2 separate regions of the Zea mays genome follow, and region 2 is linked to region 1. Evidence: chromatin contacts called from public Hi-C data. All regions are on one chromosome and are shown on one strand. Each heading gives the region's core, a stretch centred on a gene start, on an enhancer-like site or on the middle of the called end of the contact. The rest is flanking DNA. Distances are from core to core; before and after follow the strand shown. Region 1 has its middle 67 kb from the start of LOC103646871. Region 2 has its middle 92 kb from the start of LOC103646874.

What was found. Hi-C and Micro-C count contacts between places; a contact is called where the count stands out from the background.
Region 2: a contact with region 1 is called in a Hi-C map of ear, with 2.5 times the contacts expected there. The contact joins two enhancer-like sites. A contact is called at or near these places in 5 of 25 Hi-C or Micro-C datasets (ear, endosperm, leaf and 2 more).

Annotation. Positions count from the first base shown.
Region 1 is chr2:114,900,971-114,905,496 of Zm-B73-REFERENCE-NAM-5.0, reverse strand. No RefSeq gene overlaps it. Among protein-coding and RNA genes, the nearest start is that of LOC103646871, 67 kb to the right of the region's middle. Within about 2 kb of position 2,201, at least 18 of the 20 cell types and tissues checked have an H3K27ac peak or open chromatin away from gene starts, as enhancers often do. A contact at or near this core is called in ear, leaf and leaf mesophyll, where this site is marked.
Region 2 is chr2:115,075,534-115,080,059 of Zm-B73-REFERENCE-NAM-5.0, reverse strand. No RefSeq gene overlaps it. Among protein-coding and RNA genes, the nearest start is that of LOC103646874, 92 kb to the left of the region's middle. Within about 2 kb of position 2,114, at least 8 of the 20 cell types and tissues checked have an H3K27ac peak or open chromatin away from gene starts, as enhancers often do. A contact at or near this core is called in ear, leaf and leaf mesophyll, where this site is marked.

The sequences.
Region 1 (4,526 bases), core at 952-3,451:
GTCTCCAACAGAATCCATCGTTCGAAAAGCTTTAAAGACAATTCGATCCGAGGACCTCCCTATGCTCTGCAGGGACACACTCCCTGCTTGTCCCTTTCTGGTAAGTTAGTCTCTCCCTAGCTTTCCTAATTACTTGGCCAAGTGCGTCCTATTTCACCGTTGTGGTAGCACTATTATCTTAAGTTAAGCTCCATGTTCCAATTAACATCATAATCTTATCATGAATCATAAATAGTCCAATACCAATAATAAAGCATGATCATATGTCATATAGTATTACTTCCCAAAAACCAAGTAGAGCATAGCCAAACTATCCAATAATTTGTATGCAAGGTGTGAGGTAAACAAACTAGGGCAACCTATTAGGTCCCATCAAATTTAACCTGAGCATGTCATAGTGATTATAGAGAACATTATTAGGTAAAAGTAGAGTGCCTTCAGCGAGCTCCTGCTCAGAATCTTCAACCTGCTTTGCTCCGGGCTACTTGGTCACTTGCTCGTCTACTCGCAACAATACAAACGAACATTGCATAAGAGAAATTAATGTCACACCAAACATGAGAGCACACCACATAATAATAATGTTCTACGCATTGCAACGAGACAGTAGATTCGAGAACCACTAAAATCGGAGTTACGGTTATAAAGATATGATTTTCTGAAGCTTTATATGATTAAATAGTGGCAATATACATACTGTGTTATTTAGTATAATTCATGTGAGACAAGATTACAAAACAGATGACTCCACTTTCAGCCAAGTTATAACTTGGTCAGAGATCATCATTTACTTTTAATTAGAAAAGTAAATCTAAGGAGCACATGTTAAACTTATTATTTAATTATCTCTGAAAACATGACAAAATAATGTTGTTTAATGTGTAGGCAATTTTAATACGAAGCTAACGCGACGGGAACAAATCAATTTAGAGTTAAAATGGTTAAGATGTGAATTATTTAAGTTTCTGAAATTATTTTCCTACCAGAAATCCTTTTATATAACCATTTTATTAAATTCACAAACAGGTTCGAGTGCGGGCAATATTTCCCGAGAACACAGTGGATAAGGCGCAAAAGGATAGGACCTACTTTAAAGGATTCCTAACTGCTTTGGGACAGTGGGTTGATTATCAGGGTTCTCAGGGTCTCTTTTATAAAACCACCATGACTGCAAAACATGTGTTGCACCAGAGCCACACGATTGAGATCCTATGGTCCTAGGGGATTCTGGGAAGGGGTATGCAACCTCCGATCCCATCCGCCAATTTCAGACCGACGGCAAAACACCATCACCTCCTAGATCTATTCAGATTTGTCCGCTGTGGATCGAACGATACCCGGCCATCTCCCTTCTACATCGGCAGAGCATGGCGGCGCTGAGCTCCATGCGGTGGCGAGTTCACCGGCGCAAGGCATTATGGTGACGGATGGCCTCGAACTCAGAGTCCTAACGCAGAGAACGATGCAGGACCTACGGGAATCGTACGGTGATGTGCGCCACCCACGACGCGGCGAATAGACGGGGAGGTTCAAACCCTGGCGAGCAATTCGTGATTAAACGACGCACCATTCGGCACCCGCATGACACTAACCGAGGAGAGGGATAAGGCGATGCTAAGGAAGAGGTCTCACAGAGGGCGGAGGCGAAGATGGCGTTGGACAAGATGGGAGGCGGACTGTTGATCCTAGAACACACCGACGAGGAATCGTGTAGTCTCTGGTCAGTCGCGCGGGAGGCAACCCAAACCGACACGATCCTCGGCCCCAGGCGAACCTTCACGACCATGCACCTATCGAAACCCGGGCGGTGAAGACTGGGGCAAATCGCAGAGGCGGCGGTGGCAATCTAACTCAGCCCTTCCTAACACACTGCTCCTCACTGATGGTGGATGGCTTTGGGGCAAATGGACGAAAAGGGGAGGAGGTCGCGGGCACACTGTATTTATGCCAAGGCTTCATCGGTTCGCGAAGCTGGCATCCGGCTGGCTATTGGTCGAAACGACCATCGCAATCCACGTGAGGTCCGCCATGCGGTTGACGATGAAGGCGCTGGTGAATCAGCCCCACCTAGCAGTTTCATCCCAACCGGTACCGCGTGGACGTGATAAGGGGGTTGCGGCGTGGGCCCATTTGTCGGTGGGGTGGCTTGTGCAGTTCGGGCGCAGGATTCGCACGTGCGGCGCTAGGGAAGCTGAGTCGCTGACCGAGCGGGACCTGCTCGTCATACTAACTCCTTGTGCACGCGAGTACACTGTACAGGAGACCGAGGCTGGCTGACATCGATGGCCCACATGTCGGCGCCCTTTTGCCGATTTTGGGTCATGGGGCACGAAAGGTCTACTTGGCCGAGAGTGGAGGCTTCTGCCCACAATGGAGGGGTTTTGGTTATTTCATTCTTTTATTCTTTTCTTTCTTTTTAATTTTGTATTTTATTCCTATTCCAAATTTCCAACTCAAACTTGTATTACCAATTTAAATACAAATGCAACATTACAAGAATATCAGCATGCATGCACAAGGTTTTATTTATGTATAATTTGTAAATTAAGTTAGTCACTTAAGCATGAGGTTTGTATGAATTTAAATGAATGGGATCATTCACATCACATTTATACAATATATCATATTTTAGGTATAAAATAAATATCAAAATACCTAGAAACTTATAAAAATCATATTCATACGTTTTAGCTCCGATTTTAGTGGTTCTCGAACCTACGGTTTCTTCCTGACTCAGAATATTATTATGCATTTTATTCTTATGTTTGGTGTGATGTTTATTTTTGTTATATATTGTTTGTCTTTTGTAACACCCAAAATCCTATTTTGGGATGTATAAAAAATTACCCCAAAAGACTTGAACCGAATACCTTGTAATCAGAAATTTCTTACTTCTAAAGATACTTCTCCCAAAAATAAATATGTTTTCTAACAAGGATTAATTAAGAAAGAGACCCTAGTCAAATTATCCTTTATTAGATGAAAATAATTCAACTAAAACATCACCTAGAATTTATGTTTTAAATAGGTGATAAATAGTGAGATCTCTTTAATTGGATTATAATTTTAGAATATTTTTTGCGTTCATGTATGCATTTCATATGTGAAGCATCTACCTAGCATATAAAAGCAACTAAAATAATATATAAATATATCAAGTTCATGCCGGAATTCTTTTGTTTGATGCATTTAATTTGTTCTTTGATTTCAAATCAAATTTCAAAAGTTGAACTTGGAAGACTATGAAAAGGAAGGAAAATAGAAAATAAATAACAAAAGAAAAGAAACAAAAGGAATAAAACAGCCACTCGAGCTTGTTTCTCTACATCAGCCCACCTCGGTCGCTAGGCCCAGTCTCACCATCACCGCTGGCCCATTACCACTCCCCTTCTTCTATGACTCTGGGTGGCCGACACGTGGAACCCAGCAACTAGTCGCTCGAGCGCAAGCTCGCCCATCTCTCTTGCTCCACACTAGCTCAACCCCTTGCCTCGGCCCAGCTGTGCTTCCACACCGTAGGTCGTCCGCCATGGCTCGCTGTCGGCCCACCTTGTACCTATTCCGTCAGGTGACACTGCCAAGTGGGGCCAACCCGTCAGGTTCTTCTCCATCGGTCCACAACAAACAAAACTGTGGACTCTGCTTGATGCACTGCCTCCAACGGAATGCTGTTGCGATGGGTCCATGGCCTCGAGGGTATAAATGACGAATTCGTGATTGCCCTCCTATCCTACTCATGACTTCATAGGATGTCATAACCAATTCCGGGGTTGTGTGCACCTCGCCATCGTGCATGTTCATGGTGGATAGGCTCCGTCGCCGAATCGGTAGCCTGCAGCTCAATCATTGAATAGACAATTACGATTAAGACATGAAGTACCCCCTTCGTCGCATAGAAATCGGGTCGTTGAGTGTGGATCGAACGATGTAGGACATATCGTGCGATATTTAGATCCGTGCCGTCGGTTCATGACCGAACAACTCTGATTAGAAACCGAAATACCTCTTCGCCTCATTAAATTGTTGCCGCTAATGTTGAATCGGACGGCTCCGGTGCGTCCAGGCTATTGCGGCTATGGTGGATTTTCAAAGAAGACCCTAGAAACTTAGATAATAAACCCGCCACCCATTTTCAGCATTTAAATAAATAAAAATAAACCAGGACTTTGCAGTTTAGCCCCTGGAAGCTATTTTTAGGTATAAATTTAATAATACAATACCTAGAAACTTGTTTAATTCATATCTCATCCATTTTAACTCTGATTTACTCCGTTCCAATTGCGATGACTTCGTAATAACATTGTCTACATGGTAACAACATTAAGGGTAACATATCACATACTCTATTGATTAGATATTTACTTAACCTATGTTTAGTAGATTACTCTTGCTTAATCTATTCATAATTATTAACTGACTAATATATAATCTACAATCAAGTTATAACTTAGAGGTTGAATAAATTTAGTTATGTTTTCTCACATGAGTTATATTAATCAATATAAAATATAGTTTTATTGTTTAAT
Region 2 (4,526 bases), core at 865-3,364, 170 kb before region 1:
CTCTCCACTCATGAGGATTCTGTCCTAGGTTAGTACATCAAAATGGTAGAGCTACTATAGGGGTATAAGTTCAATTAAGAAACCCAACCCTAAAACTCTATGAAATCTCATGAAAACATACCCAAAACAGAGCTAACAAAACTCTGAATTCTCAAACTGAGCACAGTAATCTGAAGCTTATAAGACAGTGAATCAAGCTAGGGTTGGAGCCTTTTGTGGCTAATCTAGAGGGTTAAAGGCTGTGAGTTATGTAGATAGATTAGAGGCCATTAGAAGGTGATTAAGTGTTCCTAAGACAAGTAGGCTTGATCCTGTGCAAGTATTGGAGAAAATGATACTCAAAGTCGAGCTGTGAGACTAGCAGTTCAGACTGTCAATCTGACCAGTTTGTTCTGAATACTTGCATGTTTGCTCCACTTTGAGGCCTTGTAAAAAGTATCCTGTGTGGTTTTATGCTAGAAGAATTGAAGCAAAGTTGGAGAGGTAGTATCCATAAACAAAGTTTATTAAGGGACCCTGGCTTGACATTCTATAAACTTGGGAGAAATAGGCGTCCAAAAATGTCTCTATTTAAAAGGAAGGGTCGACTGAACAAGACTGAAGGTTAAGGTTCAGGCAGATCTGCTCTGAATTTTTATCTGTCTGAGCAACTTTGAGACCTTGCAGAGACTGTCCTATGAGACTTGGTGCCAGGTTGATCTAAGCAAAACTGGAGAGCTAGTATTCATGAGCAAGTTTTATTAAGAAACTTTGGCCTGATGTTATATAGATTCAGGAGATAATGGTGCCCAAACTGTCCCTGTCAGAAAGGAAGAAATCTGATGAGCAACTGAAGACTGAAATTCAGAAAAGTGAAATGGTACCAGTGTATTGCAGGTGATTTTTGGGCACCATAACTTGTAATCTTTAAGGATTAGGTCCAAGAGACTTATAGTAAATTTATAGACCCTTGATCTGGGAACAAGTTCTGTTAATAGTGATTGATTTGTCTTAATTAAAAATTAAGAGAAGAGGCTAATTGAAGTTGGGTGGGTCAGTCAAGAGCTGTAGATCCAAAATTGCAGAAATATCTAACTGTGATCTTTTTACTCCCTGTCGTGTCCTACTTTGGTATTGGAAATTGTAGAGATGAGGGAGAGCAAAGATATTCAGATTTATGCACATCTCTGAATTATCCTCAGTAGAAATATCTGCTACAGTGCGCTCCTATCCTTACCCCCTCTCTTTTGGCCATGGATAAACTTCACCCTGCATGACCATACTCTGTGAACCTGCATGGATCTTCTTGTGGGAGCCACGACTGCATCTAGTGTTCATAGCTATCCTTGCTGCAAGTTCAAGAATCCAGCCCCTTTGATCTTTTCCCTGCTAATATAAAGAGCAACCGGGGGGGAAGACAGGAACCAACCCAGTAATCCTTACTTTGACCAGCAACCATAGTGAGCAGCTTCAATTAGCAGTACTGCATCCCCCAAACCATACTCTAGACATGCCCTGTTCCACTGATCAAACCGCCGCGTGTGTCCGGTGACCACCTCGACAACACCTCGGCTTCACGTGGCCAGGCAATTGTGGTATGACTTAACCCCTACAAGTGTAGGTTCTAGCATCCTTATAGGCTGGTGAAGCTCACCCAGGGGTTCGTTTGATCTTTATGGTCTTAGCTTGGACAGAACGCGGGCTCGACACCTCAGGGATTGCCCTGGTGTCGATCCACCAGAACTCTGTTAATCCGGGGTCAATTGCTGTGGGCATCATGCTGTCCGTGCCTTGCTCGTGCCCCCTGTGCCTTTAATTTGTAGCGACCGGTGCTCAAATCGGTAGAGCAGGGACCGCGGTGCTAGAGTTTCACCGTGGATGCGGTCCGGCCGCTCTGTGTGTTCATAAGCCAAATTCATGCCCCAAAGCTGCGCGAATTAGGTTAAGGTTTGATCCGGTCGCTATCCAATGGCTGCCCGAGCTCTTCTCCACCGTAGTATCGCGAGGAGAACGTGTCCGCGCTGCCGGCGACGTCGGGGATTCCATTTTAAAAGACAAGAAGTTTAGGAGGGGCCGGAAGTAAAGTGTCAGTGACTCACGGGATCTGGTTGAAGTCTTCATTTTTAATATTGACTCTGGCGAGGACCTTTGTGAAAAACCGACTGCGCTGTCGTGGGCGCGCCCCCGATTTCTGTTAGAGCAGGGCCGGTTGGGCCAGTTTGGGCCCAACACTGTTAGTAGTTTTTCCTTTTCTTTTTCCAAGGATCTTTAGAAATCCATAGAAAATTACAGAAAAATGCTAAAAATATCAAACCAATTTTGCTAGACTCCTAATTTCCTATAGTATTTAGTAAAAATAGTTTCATGATTTTTAGTTCCAATAGGGAATTTTGGGACATTTAAAACCACCAAAAACCATGCTTCTGGATTTTTAGGGAATAAATAATAAATCCAAAATTCACCAAACTTTTATGGTAAACTCTAAATAATATTTCGAAGTCTTGGGTAAAGTTTGATATGATTAGGTACGATAATTGATCGCGTGATGCGGAAGACGATCCAAGTCGACCCCAAGCGCGGGCTAATCTGCATGATGATGTTGATGGACGAACCTGCCTGATCAAGTGCTAGGACAAAGGCTGATCGTCAAGTGGACGTCACCTAAAAACACTAACCTAGTGTTATTCAGGCAAGCCTCGGTGCATTCGCCACCTCCTTGTTGTTTTAAAATCTTTATCACCTTGTTTGATGCATTAGGTGATAGGAGTTATGTGCTAAACCGTTGATGCATTTCCTTCCTTGGAAAATTGATTACCCATCCTTGATACCCTTTTGAAAAAGAATTTTATGATGCTTAGCCTTGCTTTAGAAAACAAAAATGTTTTGTTTTCAAACAAAAGTGATGCTTCAGTGGGTGGGAATGTTTTCAAAAAAAATTGTGATGGTGGATCCATCAAGGCCTTGATGGGTTCAACATCGAAAAAGATGTACCTCTGCCAGGTACCAAAATTTGGGTTGAAAATAATAAAGCTGAGACCGGGCGGTTGACTTGCACGAGAAAGGAGTCTCGGTGTAGTGTCTCTGTCTGAGTCGATTAAGGACCGTCTCGATGTAGGCTTGTTGATCGAGGACCTTTTAACTTGTCACATGCCTCATCATGGGTAAGCTTTGCCTCGGGCAGACTAATACCAGAATAAGATAACACGCAATGGGAGTGGAGAGATGGCGAGAGTAGCGTGTACCCTCCATGGCAAGAGGCTGGACGGTGGTGTATATGTGCTCTCGGTTGGCGTGAACCTGATCTGGTCTTAAGAACCCCGGTGGCGAGTTGACATATGCAAGGGTTAAGTGCTACATATGTCATGTGATCGGAGATCCCCAGCTGGGTATTAATCGATTCGGATCGTCGTTACTTCTCGGACATGAAGACTTGGTCACTGACCTACACGTAGCAATCCAGTGAACTGAAGGGATGATAAAAAGACAGCTAGTATAGGCCAAGTGATTGAACTAGGGTAGAAAGAACTCTAGATGCAGGTAATTTTACTTAACCTCACAAGTAAAAATGGATTTTTAAGGATCCACTTTTAGTAAGCATTTTTGCAAAACAGAGTCTTTGATTCTTGATAAGTCATACCTTGAATCCCTCTAGCCAGCATACCCTTGAGAGTCTTTTCTTTAGTCGGGTAAGTCTTGCTGAGTAATTCCGTACTCAGGGTTTTATTCCCTATTGTTTTTCAGGTCCTAGTTTTGTGCTGGTGATGATGGTGTTAAGTGTCGGTGGGCTCGGCCTTCTTATAAGTCTAAGTAACCCTTCTATACTTGTTATTGAGGATGGTCACTTGAGCTAGCATATATTTCAAACTTACAAATAATTTATAACATTTCAAAGTTATTCCTTTGAACCACTTTTTTAACCACTCCGATAAATACAATGTAAACTTGTTGTAACTTGTAAAATTTGGTAATAATATTTCCACTGCAAAAAAAAATTGTTGGTGTGTGATTTGTGTTTACTTAATCCCGCGGTTCTGGTTGTAAGTGGTTTATCCGATGTCCTTGGGGCAATCGGACGGATCCTGTTAAGTTATCTGGTACACATGCATAGCCGTCTGAGGTCTTTGAGACAAGGATAGGTGCATGTGGGCTCAATAACTTGGGAAGTTCTACCACAGCTGGTATCGGAGCAGGATTAAGTATATACGGTCACATACGTATTTTCAAAACAAAAGTTTTGATTTTGAAAAACCTATTTTCAACTAAACACATTGTTTGGCTTTGAAAAACAGCTTTGAAAAACTATAATACTAGCCACATCCTCTATTAAGCCCTAAGTTAAGAACTATCAGGTGGCTTAGTTCAAAACCACTAACCCACAACTAGGGGTATTGCATACATGTGTATTGTTATTTTGAAGCCATTAAGTTTTGAATGGATTGACGCTCAAGGTAAGGTGAGATGTGAGAGCATGACCGAACAAACATCGGTCTAGGGAAGAGTATGAAAAGCGCTTGATTATATACATGTTTTACATATGTATATATGAA